2 separate regions of the Pan troglodytes genome follow, and region 2 is linked to region 1. The links are chromatin contacts, called in public Hi-C maps. All regions are on one chromosome and are shown on one strand. The core of a region is the stretch at or near the end of the contact, and the rest is flanking DNA. Distances in the headings are between cores, read along the strand shown.

The links. A called contact is a pair of places that touch in the nucleus more often than the background predicts.
Region 2: a contact with region 1 is called in a Hi-C map of induced pluripotent stem cells, with 1.7 times the contacts expected there. The contact joins two enhancer-like sites. A contact is called at or near these places in 2 of 7 Hi-C or Micro-C datasets (induced pluripotent stem cells and stem cell-derived neural progenitor cells).

The regions. Positions count from the first base shown.
Region 1 is chr11:16,803,349-16,810,342 of NHGRI_mPanTro3-v2.0_pri, reverse strand. All of the region lies in intron 1 of DAB2IP (DAB2 interacting protein), which reads left to right. Among named protein-coding and RNA genes, the nearest start is that of DAB2IP, 69 kb to the left of the region's middle. Within about 2 kb of position 4,537, at least 7 of the 24 cell types and tissues checked have an H3K27ac peak or open chromatin away from gene starts, as enhancers often do. A contact at or near this core is called in induced pluripotent stem cells, where this site is marked.
Region 2 is chr11:16,880,278-16,887,271 of NHGRI_mPanTro3-v2.0_pri, reverse strand. No RefSeq gene overlaps it. Among named protein-coding and RNA genes, the nearest start is that of DAB2IP, 8.2 kb to the right of the region's middle. Within about 2 kb of position 3,186, at least 4 of the 24 cell types and tissues checked have an H3K27ac peak or open chromatin away from gene starts, as enhancers often do. A contact at or near this core is called in induced pluripotent stem cells, where this site is marked.

The DNA of each region.
Region 1 (6,994 bases), core at 3,288-5,787:
AGCTAGAGAGGGTGGGGCTTGAGGGTGGAGGCCATTCAAACACAAAGCACTCTGGGTGAAGACAAGACAGTGGGGAGCGGGTTTCGGCCCAGCCCCACGCAGAGCCTTAAAGACGCAGCCATGGGCATCCCCTGCAGGGCCTGGCAGGCAGTCTGCCCAGGAGAGTCACATTTGTGGGACCCTGCTGCAGAGGACCTTCCCAAGGGACAGTCCCCTGTTTAGATGTCTTTTTGGGGGTGGGTCTGGGGGATGGAGTCTTGCTTTGTCTCCCCAGGCTGGAGTGCAGTGGCACGATCTCGGCTCACTGCAACCTCTGCCTCCTAGGTTCAAGTGATTCTCGTGTCTCAGCCTCTTGAGTAGCTGGGACTACAGGTACACGCCACCATGCCCAGCTAATTTTTTGTATTTTTTTTTAGTAGAGATGGGTTTTGCCATGTTGCCCAGGCTGGTTTCGAGTTCCTGAGCTCAGGCAAACCACCTGCCTCGGCCTCCCAAAGTGCTAGGATTACAGGCGTGAGCCACGGTGCCCAGCCTCAGATGTCTTTTGGGGGTGGAACCAGGGCTGCACTGCAGAGGTCACCCCCCCACCCCTGGCCCTGTCACTCTCCATCCTCTTCCTCCTGGCCAGACCTCCTGCTCTGGCCTGCTTTTATTCTCCTTTTAGCATAAGATGGCAAAGTGACTGAGAAGAAGGAAACAATCAAAGGAAGAGAAGTGGTTGCCACGGAAACTATAAAGTGGAAGCAGAAACTTTCAGGAGCAGGAGGGAGGAGGGAAGTAGACCTGGTGGCTGGGTGGGAGGAGAGGCAGGAGGCCTGGCCTGGGCTAGCCTGGAGTGCCCCTACGCCCAGTCCTTGCTGCTCTCCCCAGCTGAGCAACGCTGGGATCTGTGCTCTCGGGAGCAGGAGGGCTGTCTGGTTTCTCCCAAGCCTGGGCAGGAGGTGGCTGGTACGAGAGTGAGGTAAGCAGCTTGGCCTGTGGGTGCATGGGGCTGAGGAGGAGCCCTGTCTTCTGCCCAGATCCCCACATTGTTCTGAACTGCCAGTCCCATGTCAGCCTGGAGGAGTCTTTGCATGTCTTTACACCACGTCTTGATTCCTCCGTTCTAACAAGCCAAAATGACACGGTGCAGGACTGGGCAGTTTACCAGGCAGCTTCCTGAGTGCAGTCTCATTCAAGTCTTGTGACAGTTCTGGGAGGATAGTATTCAGATTCTACAGAGTGGGGAGTTTGGGCCCAGAGAGGTTAGGGAACTTGCCCTAGGTCACAGAGCTGAGAACCCCCAGGGGTAGGATTTATCCCCTGGACTGTCAGATCCTAAAGCCTTGAGCTCTCTTTTCCTTCTGGACACTTTGTTTTGTAATGCAGGGCTCTGCATGAAGCCATGAGTTCTCTGTAGCCTCCAGCCCCTTCTCATCCTTCATTCCAGTAAGACTTTCCCCCAGGGAGCTGCTATTTGCTTCCTGGAGGAGCCTAGGGAAATTTAGTGTCTCTGAGGCTTGATTTCCCCATCTGCAAAATGGGCATAATAGCACCTTTTCCCTCTGAAGGCTTTTGTGAGGATGCAATGAGACAATTCAAGTCAAGCACTGGGTGCAGTGCCTGGCACAGAGGATACCCTTGAACTCTCTGCTGGCTGAGCCTAGCAAGCACCCGTGGAGTGGGCAGGGCTGGGGCAACCTCCCTATATTTCAGAGAAGCCACTTCGTCTGTGAAACGGTTCCGATGGGTTCCTGCCTTGCTCGGGGAATTGGAAAGGTAGATTGAGATCATGGCTGTGGAGCCTTGAAACCACTGAGTCTAGTGGGGGAAGAAGCAGGGTCTCCCCTGCTGTAAAACTGGCCACTAGAGCTCCAGTGGACATTGAGACGTCTCAGCCAATGGTCTCTCTGTTGGAGGAAGGGAGGGGAGAGGGATTGGGACCCTGCCCAGTTAGCCCCTGAGTAGGAGGCTCACACCTGCTGAAGGTTTGGGTCTGAAATGACCCCTTGGAATTCCGCGTTGCCTGCCCCTGAATTGCAGCCAAGCTTTAGATTTCTCCCGGGAGAGGCCCAGCGAGCCAAATGTATTATTAAATGGCAGAGAGGCCGAGCGCTGCCTGTGAAAGATAATGGGGGAATTTATATGATGGGCTATAAATCACAGAATGAGAAGCCCTGCAACCTGTGGGGAGGAAAATTAAGAAGTCCTGAGCAGTGACTTGTTTGGGGTGGGGGCGGAAGGCATTTGGCCCTGTTTTGCTGTGAGCCTGGCAGGTTCATGATGCACGAGGCCCAGGGGTCCGAGGGGCTCTGATGTGCACACTTCCTATGTACTCAGTGGTGACACCTCCCTCCCCCAATTGGCAGCTGCTGTGTGACAATGCCAAGCTGGGCACTGGGTTATGACCTCAGGGAGAGCAGTGTGCCAGGAGAGACAGATGTGAGATGAATCATCAAAAAATATGCAGTCGGCCCTCCGAATCTATGGGTTCTGCATCTGTGGATTCAACCAACCGAGGATTGAAGGTAGAAGAAAATTGCATCTGTACTGAACATGTACAGACTTTTTCTTGTCATCATTACCTAAACAATACAACTATCTCCATAGCATTTACATTGTATTAGCTATAAGTATTCTAGAGATGATTTAAAGTATACAGGAGGGTATGCATATGCTATATTTTAATGTCAGGGACTTGAGCGTGCTTGGATTTTGGTATCTGATTGGATTTTGGTATCCTGGATCCAATACCCCTGGGATACCGAGAGATGCCTGTATGGCACTGCACAAAGCAGTGGGCTCCCTGGAGGAAAGGCGCAGGGAGCTCAGAGAGAGTGTTGCAGGAGGGCTGTGGAGGAGGCGGTGAATTGAGAGAGGGGAGTGGTGGTTTTTCTGGAAAGGAAGAGTGAATGCGAGTCAGCCAGGTGGCTCAAGAGAGCTGTGGCAGGGAAGGTGAGCCAGAAAGAGTGGCCAAAGGCCAGCAGGGCCAGCGCAGCTAGGGCAGGGGCTGTGTTTCAGATTTCACTCTGGCTGTTTTATGGAGAACCACACTGAGGAGGCAGCGGAGGATTTGGGGGGACAGTTCGGGGGGATGGAGGTCCCCAAAGGTAGAGATGGCGATGCCCTGGTTCTGGGAGATGTCAATGAAGGTGATGAGGTGGACAGCCTCAAGCTGGAATTTGGAGCTCAGAAGAGCCCATTTCACAGAGCAGGCTCCAAGTCTACAAAGCCAGCCCCATGTCCTGTATCCTAGGAGGTGGGAATCATGGGAGCAAAGACACAAAGGAAAGAAGCAGTGAAGGGCTGGGGGCCAGGGTGGTTGGGGAAGGGATAGGAGTAGGGTGTGGTAAGAGGGAAGATAGGAGTAGGGCTGGGGCCATATCCACTGACCACTATCCTAGGCTAGGACTAGAGTCAAGGCTGTGTGGGATTGAATCCTGTCTCTGCCACTAATCAACTCTTGTGCCTGTAAAATGGGAGAGTAACAGGATTCACTGCTTTTGGTCATTAGAAGGACTTGCTGAATTGACACTGCCTGACAAAGGGGAAGCACTAAATTGGGATTAAGTATGCACTGAGTGGCCTTGGGCAACTCTGCCCTCTCTGAGCTTTGCTTTCTTCTAGCAGGTCTCTGCAAACCCTCTAGGCCAAAGTCCTCTAATCTCCCTGTGCTAGCAGTGTGCAGCTCCCGAGGGTGGTCAGAGCACAGCGGCAAGCTGGCTGTATTGCCTTAGATGGGACCGTGTCCCTCTCTGCCCTGTAAGGGGATACCATGCCTATCAGAGCTGTAAGGGGATATTTTAATCAGCCCAGGACCTGCTGAGGTCAGAGGGCATAGGGACCAGAACAAAGAATGCCAGTCACGGCTGCTGCCTAGCCCTAGATGACCTGCTGGGCCCCAGAATCCAGACCACATGGGGAGCCTGCGGAGGGAGGTGGAAGCTGGGGGCCTCACTGTGGATCAGGGACTGTTCAAACTGGGTGTTCTCCATTTTGGGCCTCAGTTTGCCCATCTGTACCATGAGGTTTATAACCCCTCCCTGCCTGCAGCACATGGGGTGCTGAAAGAAAGGAACAGGCTGCAGTTTGGACAAAGCAGATTCAGGTCTTTATTGGGGGCTGTGGTCTCAAAGCCTGAGAGAGAGCAACAGGTGGGCGAGTGAGGCTCAGTGCGGCCCACGGATGACCTGCTTTGGAATCACCTGTGGGACCACTGCCCGCTGATGAAAAATGCAGACTCCTGGGCTGTTCCCCAGACTGGCTAACTTAGACTCTGCCCGGTGGGCCCAAGTGTCTGCACTTTAACCCACATCCCAGGGGACTGGAATGTCTCAAAGTCCAAGATCTGAAGTTCTGGGCATCCCCTTCCTTGCATCAGGGGAACAGGGGCCCAGAGGGCATGGGGTAGGCTGGCCCAAGTTGCTTAGGAGACTGGAATCCTATGCCATGCCACTCAGGGGTCCTTCCTGTGCATCGCCCCAGGAGCCCTGGGAGTCCTGGGTGATGCCTGGGGCAAGGGGGACTTTATCCTAGGGCTCCATAGCCCAGCAGGGGGCAGCGCAGATCAGCACCTGCTGAGGGCTCCCCGCTGCTGTGTGGGCCTGGGCTGGGCAGTGCGGATCTAGAAAGAGCCCACTGTTCCGGAGAGGTAGGTGTGGGCCTGGGTGGGAAGATGGGCCTGTGTGTGCATGGGAGCCTGTGTCAGGGGGGCAACAATGAGAGAGGGAGCACCAGGAGGACACAAGAAATGTGACATCAGAGAAAGCAGGCCCAGAACATTGTGAAACTTCCTTACAGCTTCCCGGGACAGAGGCTGCAGGGGAAGAGGAGAGGGCATCTGTTGCCCAGGCTGCCTCCCTAGGACTGTCAGTGGGATTGGGGTGACTTCAGGCCTCCCCACCTCCCCCCACACCATGTCCTCTGGGCTTTTAAATGAGGATCAATCAGAGGTCAGCCCCTCCCCAAGTTCAGCATCAGAGTCAGGAGGGACTAGGGGCTGGGCTGCAGGCTAAACTCCAGCCCCAACTCTCCAATTGGCCCTTCCTTACTTTGCCTGTTACAGCTTCCTCTGCTGCTGGGAACCTGTGGGCAGGCCTATGGTGTGGGGTGGGGCCAGTCCTGAGCCTCTGGACCTCTGACTTGAGAGTGGGCTGACCACTAGATCTCTTGAGGCCTTCTGCAGTTCCCAGTTGTGGGAAGGCAGCTTCACTTTCATACTTTCTCAGGGCAATGGGGGGCTGGTTTGGTAGTGAGCTCCCTGTCACCAAAGGTATGCTAGACAAGACTAGGTGAATTTTTCTTCCTCTTAAGCCTTTGGTGACAGGCTAAAGGGTGGGTCCTGGGCCATCCCCTCTTTATACCCCATCTGTCTGTTAATCATTAATCGCCAAGAGAGCTCCTCCTGGGATGGGGTGACTCCCTGGCTATGGGGGATGCTGATTTCCAGGATGACCTTGAACTTGTTTTTCTTGGCCCCAAACTTTCTGCTACTTCCTGTTTGAGCAGGTGCAGAAATTATAGGGGCCCAACCCTTCCTTGTTTTCCTGGTAGAATTTCCAGACAAAATGCTCTTCCCAAGATGGGGGCAGAGCTGGGATTGTTCTCACTCCCAAGGGGATTTGAGGAATGAGGATGGCAGAAGCTCCATTTAATTCCCACCTACCTGGCCTTAGGATGCCAGCTATGGGCTAGGTGGGATCCTCAGGAAAGGCCAGTAAATGTGAGAACCGTGGCTCTGGCAGTGCTTGCCTCTCCTCTAACACCAGCTATGGCTCCCATTTATGTTCCAGATTGGACACAGAGGCTCTGAGTGTCAATACCCAATGGCCTTGAACACCCACCCAGGCCAACCCCATTTTGTAGGAGGGGAGGCTGGGGCTGTGAGCCAGAGGAGCCTTGTTCAAAGGCACATAGCAAAGTGAAGGCATTTACTCATCCATCCATTCATTCACCGAGTGCAAACTCTGTGCCAGTTCCTTCACGGTCAGGATTTGCACCCTGGCCTGCTGACCATCCTCAGCTGCCACTCAAAATAAACTTTCCAGCCTGCCATCCATGTGTCACACCAGGCCTCAAGAGGTGGGTCACTTGTTCCTGGTCCCACAGCCAGCCTGCCTGCCTGCCTGCCTGCCTGCCTTCTTCCTTCCTCTTTCTTTCTTTCTGTCCATTTCTTTCCCTTTCTTTCTCTTTCTTTCTTTCTGTCTCTCTTTCTTTCCTTTCTTTCTTTCTCTCTCTCTCTTTCTTTCTTTCTTTCCTTCTTTCTTTCTTTCTTTCTCTCTCTCTCTCTTTCTTTCTTTCTCACTTTCTTTTTTTTTGACAGGGTCTTCCTCTGTTGCCCAGACTGGAGTAGAGTGACACGATCATAGCTCACTGTAGCCTCAACCTCCCTGGCTCAAGCAATCCTCTCACCTCATCCTCCCAAGTAGCTGGGACTACAGGCACACACCACCATGCCTGGCTAATTATTATTATTATTATTATTGAGACTGAGTCTCACTCTGTCGCCCAGGCTGGAGTGCAGTCGTGCAATCTCAGCTCACTGCAACCTCTGCCTCCCGGGCTCAAGCAATTCTCGTGTGTCGGCTTCCAGATGGGATTTCACCATTGCTGGCCAGGCTGGTCTCGAACTCCTGATCTCAGGTGATCCACCCACCTCAGCCTCCCAAAGTGCTGCAATTACAGGCGTGAGCCACCACACCTGGCTTTTTTTTTTTTTTTTTTGTAGAGACAGGGTCTCACTGTGTTGCCAGGGCTGGTCTCAAACTCCTGGGCTCAAGTGATCTTCCTCTCTTGGCCTTCCAAAGTGCTGGAACCACAGCTTCTTTTCTATTTAAAAAAAAAAAAAAAAAAAAAAAAGAACAGGGGCTTTGAGCCCAGCTCCCTTCATGCACCTCGTTCATCACACATTTATTGAGTGCTATTCTATGCACTGGGCATATGGCTGTGAACTGGACTCACAAGGTGCCTGTCCTCATTAAAGTCTGGGGAAACAAATTAATGAACATCTGAATAC
Region 2 (6,994 bases), core at 1,937-4,436, 78 kb before region 1:
TCTGCCCGCCTCAACCTCCTAAAGTGCTCAGAATAGCACCTGGCCGTTTTTTTTTTTTTTTTTTTTTTCCTTTTCTTGATAGAGTGGCTCACTCTGTTGCCCAGGCAGGAGTTCAGTGGTATAATCATGGCTCACTGCAGTCTTGACCTCCCGGACTCAAGCAATCCCCCCATCTCAGCAGTCTCCTAAGTAGCTGGGACTACAGGTACATGCCACCACACCTGCCCGACAAATTTTTTGTTTGTTGAGACAGGGTCTCATTATGTGGCCCAGGTTGGCTTTTTTTTTTTTTTTTTTTAAGAGACAGAGTCACCCAGGCCTTAGAAGACAGTGGCACAATCATAGCTCACTGTAACCTCAAACTCCTGGGCTCAAGGGATCCTCCTGCACACAGCACACCTGAGGCTAACTTTTTTATTTTTTGTACAGATGGGGTCTCACTATTTGCCTAGGCTGGTATTATTATTATTATTTGGAGATGGAGTCTCACTCTGTAACCCAGGCTAGAGTGCAATGGTGTGATCTCGGCTCACTGCAATCTCCGCCTCCCAGGTTCAAGAGATTCTCCTGCCTCAGCCTTCCAAGTAGCTGGGACTACAGGCACACATCACCAAACCCGGCTAATTTTTGTATCTAGGCTGGTCTTGAACTCCTGGCCTCAAGCAATCTACCTGCCTCAGCTTCCCAAAGCTCTGGGGTTACAGGCATGAACATACACACAGGGCCTGTTTTCACATTTTTAAATGGTTGGGGGGAAAAATCAAAATAATACTGTACTGTTTTATGACACAAGAAAATGACAGGAAATTCAAATTTCAGTGTCAACAAATAAAGTTTTATTGGTACACAGCCATGCTCATTCATTGACATATTGTCTATGGCTGCTTTTAAGCTACAGTGGCGAGTTGAGCAGTCGCATCCGTGACTACATGGCCTGGAGCACCTAAAATACCACCTGGCCCTTTACAGAATAAGTTTGCCAACCCCGACATATAATATATTGCTTGGGGCCAAACAGTAGCTCTGTGGCCTGTCTGGCTTTTTTCTCTTGTGTCCACCTATCCTAAATGCCCTCTCTGTCACTGGGAAATTAGCTACCCTAAAGGATCCTTTCAAACCATCCCCTCCACCAGGTGGGCTCACTTTGCTGATCCAGCCCCCTCCTGGCTGATGCCTCGGGTGTCCCTCCCCACCCTCCCAATCCCCGTCTGAGTGGAGAGCCTCACGGGCAGTGACTGACTGATTCATCTCTGTGTCTCCAGCACTTGGCATAGTCTCTGGTGAAAGTTTGCTGAATTGCATAAACTGCTGTCATTGCCGGGTTGGTGAAATGCTTCCAAGCTTCTTGAGGTTTATCCTGACTGGCCACAAAACCTGAAAACTAGCCAAGAAGCATGGGGAAGGGTGGCTGGGGAGGAGGGTCAGGTGGAATGCAGAGAGCTGAGCTCATGTGGGGAGTTCTGATGACCTCAGGGGCTTCCCTGGGGCAGAATCACTCCCTGTGACCACAGAGAATAAAACTAGGATGAGAGATTAGTTACTGAGTAAAATGGATGTTGTTCGCCTGATGGATACCCCATAAGTATCCCTGACTTGACCACTACACAATCTATGCATGTAACAAAATTGCACATGTACCTCATACATTTGTACAAATGGAAACAAAAAAGAAAAGCTAGGGCGGGGTGTGGTGGCTCACGCCTGTAATCCCAGCACTTTGGGAAGCTGAGGCAGGTGGATCACTTGATGTCAGGAGTTCAAGACCAGCCTGGCCAACATGGTGAAACCCCGTCTCTACTAAAAATACAAAAATGAGCCAGGCGTGGTGGTGTATGCCTATAGTCCCAGCTACTCAGGAGGCTGAGGCAGGAGAATCGCTTGAACCCAGGAGGTGGAGGTTGAAGTGAGCCGAGGTTGTGCCACTGCACTCCAGCCTGGGCAACAGAGCAAGACTCTGTCTCAAAAAAAAAAAGGAAAAAGAAAAGAAAAAGAAAAGCTAGGACCAGGATTGCCTGGAGGTAGGGAGTTCCCCATTTGAGGAGGTAAGCAAGCGGAGTTTAGATCAAGGATGTCAGGAGATTGCTGCCCTGTTGGAGGGTTTACTGGATGAGATCTCCAGCTGCTTCCAACACAGAGCTCAGGAAGCCTGGGGTTCTCTTGGATGATGGCCAGGCCCTTGTGCCTCACCAAGGCCAAGCTCTGGGGGCTGGGAAAGGGGACAGAGGGCCCTATTCCTGCCAGCTGCTGAAGATCCCACTCCATCCACACAAGCCTGTGTCTCATCCCTGCCTTGACCTCCTACAATTGTGTGCCTGCTACGGGAATCCAGGGAACAGCTTCCTGGAACACGAGGCAGAGCCGTGGGACCCAGCAGCCAACACATCTCAAGTCCAGCCCCACAGTTCATCATGAAACTGATTGATGATTTCCAGGAACTTTGAGGACCCTAGACCATCATCTCCGTCCACTCAGCCCTGGAAATCCCCCAACTCCAGGCATTTATTTATAGCTTGCCTTCTTTCCTGGAAAGGTTTGAGGTTGTTTAATAATTCCACCTCACATTTGTGCGGCACTAGGAGGAGGCCACAGGGCATTGTGGTTGAGAGTCTGGGCCCTGGAATCAGCTGTGTGTTGGGGGAGGGAGTGCCAAGTTATTTAACTTCCCCAGCCGCACCACAGCGGAGGACTCAAATTTCTAACCCAGCCCCAAAGCGTGGTGCCTGTCACATCCTCCCTCTGTGAGGCTGATTAGCCACTTCCTCCTCTGAGCCTGGGTTTCCTTGGGACAGTCGGGATTCCCTGAGAGGACGTGGGAACTCACGAGGACCCTAGGCAAGCACACACATGGGGCAGCTGGCTGTCTGTGGCCCCTGCTTGCCCTGGGGAGCCGATGACAGGGCCGCCGGCAATGCACCCTCGTCCCCTGGGGCTGGCTCAGAATTCCTAAGGCGGTGCCAACCCTTGGTTCAAGGCCTTTAGATGAGTCAAGAAAGCCTCTGTACAACAAACCCCTGTGACATGAGTTTACCCATATAACAAATCTGCATATGTACACCTAAACCTAAAATAAAAGTTTGCAAAAATAATAATAAAGCAGAGACCACCGCCTCCCTAAATGCGGGGGCTGGAGAAGGGCGGTTGTGGGAGGGGCCCGGGATGTAAGGTGAGACCACCAGGGAGCAGACCAAAGCCTGGCTCAGACATTCCCTCTTTGAAGGCCCCTTCCCACCTCCACACCTCCCTGCCACCCCCACCCAGACATACTTCTGCCCTCCTTGGCTAAGAGGCACTGGGTGTTTACTTGGGGCGAATAATGACTTCCTGTCAGGCGGACTTGGATTCAAACCCCAGCTCTGCTGCTTCTCAGCCCCTTGAACGCCTCTCAGTTTTCCTATCTGTGAAATGGGGCTCAGAAAACCTTTTTAGAAGGTTGATATATGAGGTGCATGGAGAGTACCAGGCCTCTCTGAGTACAAGACCCTCTGGTCTCCCTCCTCCCATTCTGGCCCCCGGGTACCAGCCCTGAATGAGAAGTGGGGAGGACCCAGTCCAACCAGAAAAGCATTAAGATGCAGGGAGAGCCAGGCGCGGTGGCTCACGCCTGTAATCCCAGCACTTGGGAGGCCGAGGTGGGTGGATCACTTGAGGTCAGGAGTTTGAGACCAGCTTGGCCAACATGGTGAAACCTTGTCTCTACTGAAAACACAAAAATTAGCTGGGTATGGTGGCCTGCACCTGTAATCCCAGTTACTTGGGAGGCCGAGGCAGGAGAATCGCTTGAACCTGGGAGGTGAAGTTTGCAGTGAGCCGCGACTGTGCCACTGCACTCCAGCCTGGGTGACAGAGAAGGAACCCAGTACCTCAATAAGGGCTCCTGGATGGAGTGCATACAAGGCGAGAGGGACTGGGGAAAAAAAAATAACAACTCAGCCAACGCTTAGTCATTCCACAGATACTTTTTTTTTTTTCTTTTGAGCCAGGGTCTTGCTCTGTCACCCAGGCGGAAGTGCAATGGTGCAGTCATGGCTCACTGCAGCCTCAACACCCCAGGCTCAAGTGATCCTCCCACCTCAGCTTCCTGAGTAGCTGGAACTACAGGCGTGTACCACCAAGCCCGGCACATTTTTGTATTTTTTGTAGAGATGGGGTTTTGCCATATTGCCCAGGCTGGTCTTGAACTCCTGGGCTCAAGAGATCCACCTGCCTCAGCCTCCCAACATGTTAGGGTTACAGGCATGAGCCACCACACCCGGCCAAATATTTTATTCAATACATGTTTATTGGGGGCCCACTGTGCTGGGCACAGTTCTAGGTGCTGGGGATACAGCCTGGAGCTTCCATGAAAGCAGGGGCTGGAGAATGATACACAAATAAATATATAAATAATGTCAGGTGGGATCTGAAGGGCCAGGAAGAAAACTAAAGCTGGGACAGGGGCGGACAAAGCAATGGGAGGGGCAGGGATGCAGGGGTCATGATATCTTAGAGAGGGTGATCAGGGGAGCCTCTAAAGGAGGCAGCATATGGCCAGGACCTGAACATGGGGGAGGGGGCTCTCACCCCAAGCAGAAGAAATAGAGGGACCTGTAATCCCAGCATTTTGGGAGGTGGAGTTGAGCAGATCATCTGAGGTCAGGAGTTCCAGACCAGCCTGGCTAAAATGGTGAAACCCGTCTCTACTAAAAATACAAAAATTAGCCAGCCATGGCGGCACACACCTGTAATCCCAGCTACTCAGGAAGCTGAGGCAGGAGAATCACTTGAACTTGGGAGGCAGACGTTGCAGTGAGCTGAAGTCGGGCCACTGCACTCCAGCCTGGATGACAGAGCAACACTCTATCTCAAAAAAAAAAAAAAAAGAAAAAGAAAAAAAGAAGAAATAGGGAAGCCCTGAGGTGAGATGCACCTGGCAGTGCAAAGAAAAACTGGGAGGCCCGTGTGGTTGGGGGAAGGGGGAGAGGGAGAGGGAGAAAGGAAAAGGAGAGAAGGGAAAGGAGGAGAGAGGGAGGGAGACAAGGAGAGAGGGGAAAGAGATGGGAGGAGGGGGAGATGAGGTGGTGGGCAGATTTTGCAGGGCCTGGCAGGCTGTGCTATGGGCTATGGATTTTAGATTCACTGAGCACCTCCTCTGGTCCAAGTTCCATTTTTTTTTTTTTTTTTTTTGCGATGTAGTTTTGCTCGTTGGCCAGGCTGGAGTGCAATGGTGCGATCTCAGCTCACCGCAACCTCCACCTCCCGGATTCAAGTGATTCTCCTGCCTCAGTCTCCTGAGTAGCTGGGATTACAGGCACCCGCCACCATGTCCCGCTAATTTTGTATTTTTAGTAGAGACAGGATTTCTCCACGTTGGTCAGGCTGGTCTCGAACTCCCGACCTCAGGTGATCCGCCACCTCGGCCTCCCAAAGTGCTGGGATTATAGGCATAAGCCACCTCTCCTGGCCCCAAGTTCTATTTTAAGTTCTACCTGAATTAACTCATTAGTTCTCCTAATGGCCCTCCAGGCATGGCCTATTTTTATCCTCGATTACAGATGAGGAAACAGAGGCACTAAAGAGTGAAATCACTTGCCCAGGGTCATCCAGCTGGAAAATGGGGAGCTGGGATTTGGACCCAGGCAGGTTGATGTCAGATCCTGAGCTCCAAATCACTAAGCTCTGCTACCTGTCCTCGGGGTGAGAAACCCAGTCGGGAGGCACCGGAGCCAGAGCCGACGCCGGATTCCAGCCCACGTGGGTCTGGCTAAATGGCTAGGGTCCGTGTCCTGCAGAAGTGGTGCTGGGTTGAGGAAAGTGCCCCCGCCTTAGGTCAGTCTCCACCCTGGCTCCGAATCTCAGGAAGAGTAAGACATTCTGAGCCCTCTATGGGTTCCATTTGGCCTTCAATAGCAGGATGTAGCTAGAAAATCAGTGGCTTACTCATTGGCTTACATCTGTAATCCCAGCACTCTGGGAGGCTGAGGCAGGCAGATCCCTTGAGGCCAGGAGTTTGAGACCAGCCTGGCCAACATGGTGAGACCCCATCTCTACAAAAAATACAAAATTAGCCAGGTGCAGATGCGTGTGCCTCTAATTCCAGCTACTTGGTAGGCTGAGGAATGAGAATTGCTGGAGCCTGGGAGGCGAAGGTTGCAGTGAGCTGAGATTGCGCCACTGCACTCCAGCCTAGGGCACAGAGCAACACTCTGTCTCAACAAAACAAAACAAAACAAAAATCAGAACTCACAGCAGGAAAATAACCTGAAAGCATACACAGCCAGGCTGTCACACATTTGCATGCCTTGATACACAGTAGTGCCACATGCCCGTCCTCCTCCAGTCTGCCTGATGAACTCCTCTTCATCCCTCATAGTCCAACTGGGCTGGCCCCACCTCTGCAAAGGCTTTCTGGATCCGGCTGAGCAGATCGCTCCTCTCTCATGCTGCTCCTTTACCCTAGACCTGTCTTCTTACAGCTTTTAGGCCCCTGGGTTTTGGTTTCAATTATTCCTTTGTGTCTGGCTCCCCCATCTCCACCCAGCCCAGGCCTTGGCAGGGGCAGAGGGGGTGAGTGGGGCAGATGCCACGTCTTGCTGTGCCACCCTCACTGGCCACATCCTCCCCAACAGGGCAGCCAATGAACAAGCTGGCCACCAGGTGCTGCTGTCTCTCCCTGATGCCCACTGAAGGACCCTGGTCCACCCACTCCCTCCTGCTGACATCCCTCCACGCAGCCAGACTCGAGGGGCCAGCTGCCACCAGTGACTCCTCAGCTCCTTCCTTTACATGGAGTGACAGGTCATGTCTGGAACCTGGGAATTCCTGCTGCTGCTGGAACAGGATCATGTAGTGGGCTGGTGGGAGCTATGGCTCCCAGAGCTATGCCCTCTGTCCCCACCACTCCACTGAGCTCTGATCCCGCAGCCAGTAGTGACCTGCCGGACATCGCCACATGTCTGTCTACATTTCTCAAACTTATCGTCACCACAGCAGAGTTCCCTCTGCCCAGCCCTACCCC